2 separate regions of the Drosophila melanogaster genome follow, and region 2 is linked to region 1. A link is a contact called in public Hi-C data. All regions are on one chromosome and are shown on one strand. Each heading gives the region's core, a stretch centred on a gene start, on an enhancer-like site or on the middle of the called end of the contact. The rest is flanking DNA. Distances are from core to core; before and after follow the strand shown. Region 1 holds the start of Usp16-45 (Ubiquitin specific protease 16/45). Region 2 holds the start of Rab18.

What was found. A called contact is a pair of places that touch in the nucleus more often than the background predicts.
Region 2: a Hi-C map of the Kc167 cell line shows a contact between it and region 1, with 3 times the contacts expected there. The contact joins the promoter of Rab18 here to the promoter of Usp16-45 in region 1. A contact is called at or near these places in 26 of 107 Hi-C or Micro-C datasets (the Clone 8 cell line, the D17-c3 cell line, the Kc167 cell line and 9 more) and 1 of 6 datasets of contacts at active chromatin or transcription factors (the Kc167 cell line).

What each region holds. Positions count from the first base shown.
Region 1 is chrX:5,419,955-5,423,301 of dm6, forward strand. Usp16-45 (Ubiquitin specific protease 16/45) reads left to right here and starts at 1,579. Exons shown (of 5, transcript NM_167037.2): 1 at 1,579-1,713; 2 at 2,626-3,063; 3 at 3,165-3,347. The coding sequence starts at 2,668. spoon (spoonbill) reads right to left here and starts at 382. Exons shown (of 5, transcript NM_167034.2): 1 at 240-382. The coding sequence starts at 284.
Region 2 is chrX:5,669,689-5,673,358 of dm6, forward strand. It overlaps Rab18, which reads right to left and starts at 2,124. Exons shown (of 3, transcript NM_080005.4): 1 at 1,915-2,124; 2 at 1,393-1,825; 3 at 1,139-1,328. The coding sequence starts at 1,973. The coding sequence ends at 1,227. It overlaps CG4119, which reads left to right. Exons shown (of 6, transcript NM_001297970.1): 5 at 1-257; 6 at 363-964. The coding sequence ends at 458. RpL35 (Ribosomal protein L35) reads left to right here and starts at 2,713. Exons shown (of 3, transcript NM_001297971.1): 1 at 2,713-2,834; 2 at 3,310-3,446; 3 at 3,529-3,670. The coding sequence starts at 2,832.

The sequences.
Region 1 (3,347 bases), core at 329-2,828:
TGTATACATATGTATGTATGCATAGACGCAATGTTTTCTTTGTGGGAGTGGCAGCTCCTTTTCGCCTTTGTTCTCTTTCAGGCGTAAAAAAACCGAACATTAACGGTGAAAGCTGTAACACACACAGACGCACTTATGCTCGGCATGTGTATGCGTGCGATTGTGGGTGTGTGTGTGTGTGAGTGCTGTCATTGTGTAATCGCCGAATTGAACTCCAAATTTTTTCCATAACCACTTACTGTCACTTTGCCGGAACAACAACAACAGCGGCAAGGCAGAGTCATACACTTAACAAAAAGTTGACAAAAAAAAGGTAGTTAAAACGTTGGCTATGGTACCGGGAAAGAGGTGCGAATAGAGCTCAAGACACGGACATTGGAACAAATCCACACAGAACAGAACATGACACCATTTTCCGTCACATCTCTCTGTTTTGGCAAACACACACACGCACTTTTTTTGTACTAGGTTATGTTCCGCGTGCTGCGATTTCTTACCTTTGTGAACCGCTTGGGTAACTTATTTTGCTCACTATCTTTGGGTGCTTTCAAAGCTATCTACTGCACACGCGAGTTGTGTATTGTTTTTGCTTATTTGCTGGCGATTTACTGTCGTTTTCTCAACGCTAAAGTGCTGCACGAATTAAACACGTGTCTACGTTCCACCTTTTACAAATCACAATAACATGGCCGGCGTGCGGCAGTGTTGCCATGCATCCGCAAAACTCTGGCAATCGGAGCTGCCTGCTTAATCACCCGCACTCGCGATGGCCAAATCCTCGAATTACAAGAGCCTTTGTGCACACAAAAAAAAAATATAGAAAAAATCACTTCACAGTTTGAATCGCAGCCCAATTATTTCTAGAAAGCCGAAAAACGTGTGCACGGAGTGCTGGTTATCAAATCGAATGGCAGCACATGCACAAACAGGGCTGCCCACGCTCATCGATAGGTATCGATTGGGGCAATAGGTATTTTCTTAGGCGGCGTTGCCACCGAATGTGCACAAAAGTGTTGCAAATTTCGCGATATTTCGTTACGATATTTTGTGGAGCAATACTTTTGGGCATTTGTAATTTTCCAACGTAGTTCTTGGGAAGTTCTGATTTCATTTTGTCTTACCACAATATGCTTGTTCATGCGAATTTCAGCCTATTTTTTGTCAGTATAGCGCACTATAAATCGATAATTTCGAAATAATATTTATATAGGAGCAGATAGCGACTTCAATATCTCAAAGAAAACAATCACTAAAAATCTTCTTTTTAATTTAACACAGTGATGTGTGTAATTCCAAATGATATTTTTTTAAATTTATAAAGCGGCGCAAAATAAAAAAAAGACCAAGCTAGTTAGTAGTGAATGCATACATAGATTTTTGAAATCCCTTCAATGATTTAATTACCTCCTGTTTGAGCGAAGAACATAAGCAGTGTGGATAATTAATTAAAATAATAATAATAGCAATTATTTGCAGCATAAGTTGAATGATATAAATGAATTATTTGCACATGTTTCGAGACCCTATAGTTTCTGACAACGGTTCAAATTGACCACACGCGAGATTTGCGACGAAAATAAGCAACGGTCACACTTGGTCACGTCGTTCACGTTTTCTATTTACGCATAAACGAATAAAAAGCGCCTAAAAGTGCTATAAAACATATATGTTGTGTGCTCATGTGCTACACATATCGCAGCGAGTAAATTTAAGGTAGTAGGCAGATCTTGTTGTGCATGTGTGTGGGTAATCACAGTTCTAGTTTTGTAATTTTTTATATTTCCTACACTGTAAGCTTGTTTATACATGAATATTGATGTATGTGCGTGTCTCGGCATGCAAGCAAACATGTTTAGGATTGTTTTTTGTGTGCCTTTCGGTTATTTGTCATTTTCTGACTTTGAACTTGCACATTGTTGTTGTTCCAAACTTGAATACCATTGCGGTCAGAAGAAGAGGAAGCCATCGAACAGAGAGGTGAAGCAACAGCCTAAAAATTTGAAATTGACCACACGCGGGAGTTGCGACCCAAATAAGCAACGGTCACACTTGGTCACGTCGTTCACGTTTTCTATTTACGCATATACGAATAAAAAAAAGTGCATAAAAGTGCTGTAAAACATATATGTTGTGTGCTTACGTGCAACGCATATCGCAGCGAGTAAATTCAAGGTACTACTCAGATCCTGTTGTGCATGTGTGTGGGGGTAATCACAGTTCGTGTCTATGTGTGCGTGCGTATGGGCTTGATTGGTTGGGTGCGTGTATGAGTTCGGGGTCCTTTGGATTTTCGAGAAATCATCGCAAAAAGGGTAATACATATATGTATGTATGTTTGGGTGGTCAAACAGCGGGGGCACTCAATTTCGCTGGCTGGCAGCGGGGCGACGAACTTAACCTCAAATCCTGGGTCACAGTTCCAAACGTGACGAAAGACAACAAAGCAAACAAAGCCAATAGGGTCAGTCTGTCGGTGCGAGTTCCAATCGAATTCAATCCCGTTGCCAGTTATACACATCGATAGCCGAATCGGAAGAGCAGCAGCAGGGTTGTGACTATAACGATTGCATTCGAAGCAATTCGAAGATTTGAATCTGTGATTGGAACGCTACATATTCCTTCCAGAGCGCGCCCACAAGGAGGCCAAGGCCAAGCAGCTACCTTGCCATGGTAAAGAAGCGTCAGGCGGACAGTCGCGACCACGATTGCTCAACGGATTCCGGCAATGAGGATCTGCATCATCGAAAAGGACTCGGCTCGCCCGGTCAGTCGGATGGCGCCACCCCCACCACCGCCAGCTGCCAGCACATCAAGAAGGCGGTGGACGCGGCCCGACTAAGGCGTCTACTGAAGTCCACGGGTCTACTCTACGAGTGCAGCCAATGTCAGAAGCTGGGCAAGACAGCGGGCAGCGCTGCGGGAGCGGGAGCGAGTGAAGGAGCTGTCGGTCCTGGCGGAAATCCGGTCACCTTCGAATTTGACAACACCCTGTGGCTGTGCCTCAAGTGCGGCAGCCAGCTGTGCGGGAGGGCACGCCACAAGCACGCCTTAGAACACTACCAGGTGAGCAGGGATCTAGTTCACTTAAGCCAGTTGCAAACGACATTCTCGTTTTACATTGATATTCCATATGGTAGAAGCTGTAATCGTTCTGTGTGTTCCAGACACCTCATTCGGACTCACATGCCCTGGCCATGAATACGCGCTCCTTCGACATCTGGTGCTATGAGTGCGACATGAAGATCTGCTCCAATCTGCGCAAAAACCTGCTTGAGTGCGTGGAGCTGGTCAAGAAATTGGCCCAGAAGCCGCCCACTAGCACGGTTACGCCCAGTACGCCAACGATT
Region 2 (3,670 bases), core at 874-3,373, 250 kb after region 1:
CAAAGGTGTATGATGAAAAACGGCGGCATATAAAAAGCATTATTGACAGGATACCCACGCAAAAGGAGGAGCTATTTAATTATAAGCTAGACCGCAACGAGATTGACAGCGGTCTAATGGAACGCAAAATACGTCCATGGATAAATAAGAAAATCATCGAGTATATCGGTGAGCCGGAGCCGACGCTAGTGGACTTTATATGTTCCAAAGTGTTGGCCGGCAGCCCGCCTCAAAGCATCTTGGATGATGTGCAAATGGTGAGTAGTTTGAAGCGATACGATACGATACGATAACCACTACCATTCTATGAACTAATCCAAACTCTATCCCTCTCGCTCTGTTTCAATGTTTCAAATCTTCAGGTACTCGACGAGGAAGCCGAGGTCTTTGTGGTGAAGATGTGGCGTCTGCTCATTTACGAACTGGACGCCAAGAAGAGCGGCCTTGCGGGGAAGTAGTAAGGAGATGGGAGAGATGCCCGTCGTGCGCATCACTGGGGAACTGGGCGGGAGCAGGTGCGGATCCGAGGTATCGATGGAGGAGCAACAGCGTGAAGTTAGATTCTAAGTTACTCTTACGGAACCTATGCGATTACAAAAATGTACATAAGGGGCGTGCTCCGGGAATTGTTGCGGCCAAATGTCCAGCTTTGTTTTCTAAGCATCCGTCGCGTGCAAGGGATTTACAAGAAATTGATGAATAGCGAGCGAGCCAATCGTGAAGAACAGCTTCATTGATTTCTAAATCCACCTTGTTAGCGTTAATTAATAAATATTAATCATCGATAATTGTAAATATAAACCGAACTCACTTATAAATTTACACCACCAGATGCAATAGAAATAAAAAAAATCGCATAGCCCATGTACATTTCAGTTGGTCACTAATCCAATTCTCCACTTTATTTGTTGCGTTTGTGAACGCAAATGGAAAACTATCATCATGTCAATAAAATAATGAAAAGAAAATGCTGAACTTGACTTTTGACTGGTCGCAGACGAAATGCAAGCAGATGGACAATAAGCCGTACAGGAATATTAGAAGGATAGAATTTAAAAAGGATTCTGACTGATCTGCAAACCCTGCAAGCTAAGTGAATCGATAGCCCTGCTCAGATTGGAGTACACGATTGAACGTTAAGGTTGATTGACTTTATGCTAGTGATATTGAAACGATTAAATAAATACACGATATAAATTTGACAAAAGCACGCATAACATTCGAAATCAACAGTAACACGTAGACGCGCTTGCCTCCAGATCCCGATCGCTGGCGATGTCCAGACCGGCGGAGGCATTGCCATTGTTGAAGTATTCGGAGGAGACGATCTGCAAAGCGGATGTGGATAATTGGAAACACGAATGCCAAGTATTTGGTTGGTAGCTAGCTCACCTTCTCCACCACATCTTTGAACACATCGCTGACGAACTGATCGCATTTGGCTGAGGTCTCGATGAAGAGCGCCCTGTGCTTCCTGGCAAACTTTCGACCCTCCTCGCGATCCACAACTCGCTCCTCGTCGATCTTGTTGCCTACCACAATGATGGCAATGTTGGGATTGTCGCTGTAGCTATCCAGTTCAGCCAGCCAGGTTTCCAGCTTGACCAGGCTGTCCCTGCTGGTGATGTCGTACACTAGAATGGCGCCCAGAGCCTTCCGATAGAAACTGGGCGTCAGGCTGCGGAATCTCTCGGCGCCCGCCGTATCCCACAGGGCCACCTTGTAGTCTATGCCGTCCACCTGCATCACTTTGCTCTTGAAGTCCATGCCAATCGTGACGTCATGGTTCTGGTCGAACTTGTTCTCCACGAAGCGACGTATCAAACTATGATGAAATGATAATGAAAGTTGATGAGTGATGCAAGCTTTTGGTAATATACGCAGTGGAATTGCTCCATGGACTTGGGACTGCACCTGGACTTGCCCACGCCGCTTTCCCCGATCACCAGCAGCTTGATAGCCCGATCAGCCATTGTGTGGTTTGAGCTCCGCTTAATGCTTATCACTACTGTTATTTACTTAAAACGATAAGAATATTGCCAATTGTATTATTTATGTAGATTATCTGGAGTAAGTGAGTGCGGCGTTGCCACCTTGCTGCTTTGTTTACATTCTCACGATAGAGATGGACCACTGTAACAGCAGCCTTGCCAGACCGCCACTTCGATCTAGTGGTGACCTGTGGCCGTAATCTGGCTACTTTTTTGCACACACATTTAGCTTCTTAAAATAATTTAATTCCACCCTTTTAACAAAACCGATCGGGTCTTGACTTAGGAGGACTAACTATATTTAAAAAAATAATTCTGTTGTTACTACCATAATAAACGCGCAATGAAAACTAAAACACGTTAAGCAGATCAAATTTTGTTGCCACATAGGTAACAGTGCGTTCCTTATATTGTTGTATAAAAATTAATTAAAAAAAAAAAATTAATTATAAAAAATAATTATAAAATATCATAAATTTAGGATTCCTTCTGCGCTCAAAATAGTTGGTGTTATAATTATTTTATATAAACGTTTAAATTATATAAGAAATAATTTTCCTCGAAAAATAATTCCGAAACGCGTAATGTCTTAATTTTATAGCTCTCTAAAATGGTATTATTTAGCTTTTCATTGGCATTAGCAAAATAAAAAAGTAAATATTGTGATTGAATATTTTTGCAATCGTAGTAATTTGATTTATCTATTTTAATGACGGACTCGGAACCGGTTCGATATCAGCGTTGCCACTGGTTCGACGCTCGAAGTTACAATAGTGCCACCACCAACTAGTTCTTTCCTCCAAGTCCCATCTTTCTTTTTTGACGTGACCAGCGAGAAAAATGGTTGGTATTTTGTGAGCGAAAAGATTTCTAACCTATTTTACAACGAAACGAACAATTAAAAGCCAAAGTAATGGCTAAAACGCGCCCCAAATTACTGCCGTTCATGGTGTTAACACAAAATGCGATTAATAATGCAGTACCACGCTAGTTGAGACGCGCAACGCTAGCACACTATTTTGTGCTCACCCCTAGCACCTCTGCTTCTTCTTCTTTCCTTTTCTTTTCGCCGCGTTTCCGGAGAGGTTGCGTTAAGCCACGTGCTGAATTTCTTAATTTGCTGGTTTAGTGAATACGGAAAATTCGTTGGTTTTTTTGTTCTGTGCTGAGTGTTAAAGAGCAGAGCTAGAAAAATGGTTGGTTGGTTACACCCATCGACACCCGATGCTCTCAGCCCAAGGGCCAATGAACATGCCATTTGCAGTGCAGCGATACTAATGTTCTTGTTTTCTGCCCGTTTGTTTGTGCTCCCGTCCAGGTGAAGGTTAAGTGCTCCGAGCTGAGGATCAAGGACAAGAAGGAACTCACCAAGCAATTGGATGAGCTCAAGAATGAGTTGCTCAGCCTGCGCGTGGCCAAGGTGACCGGCGGAGCTCCCTCCAAGCTCTCCAAGATGTGAGTATGCCGCGGCACAACGACAAGCGTCACGAACTAATTCCGGTGTTTTGTGCATTTATGTGCGTTCTTATCCATACAGCCGCGTTGTCCGCAAGGCCATCGCTCGCGTCTACATTGTGATGCACCAGAAGCAGAAGGAGAATCTGCGCAAGGTCTTCAAGAACAAGAAGTACAAGCCCCTGGATCTGCGCAAGAAGAAGACCCGCGCTATCCGCAAGGCC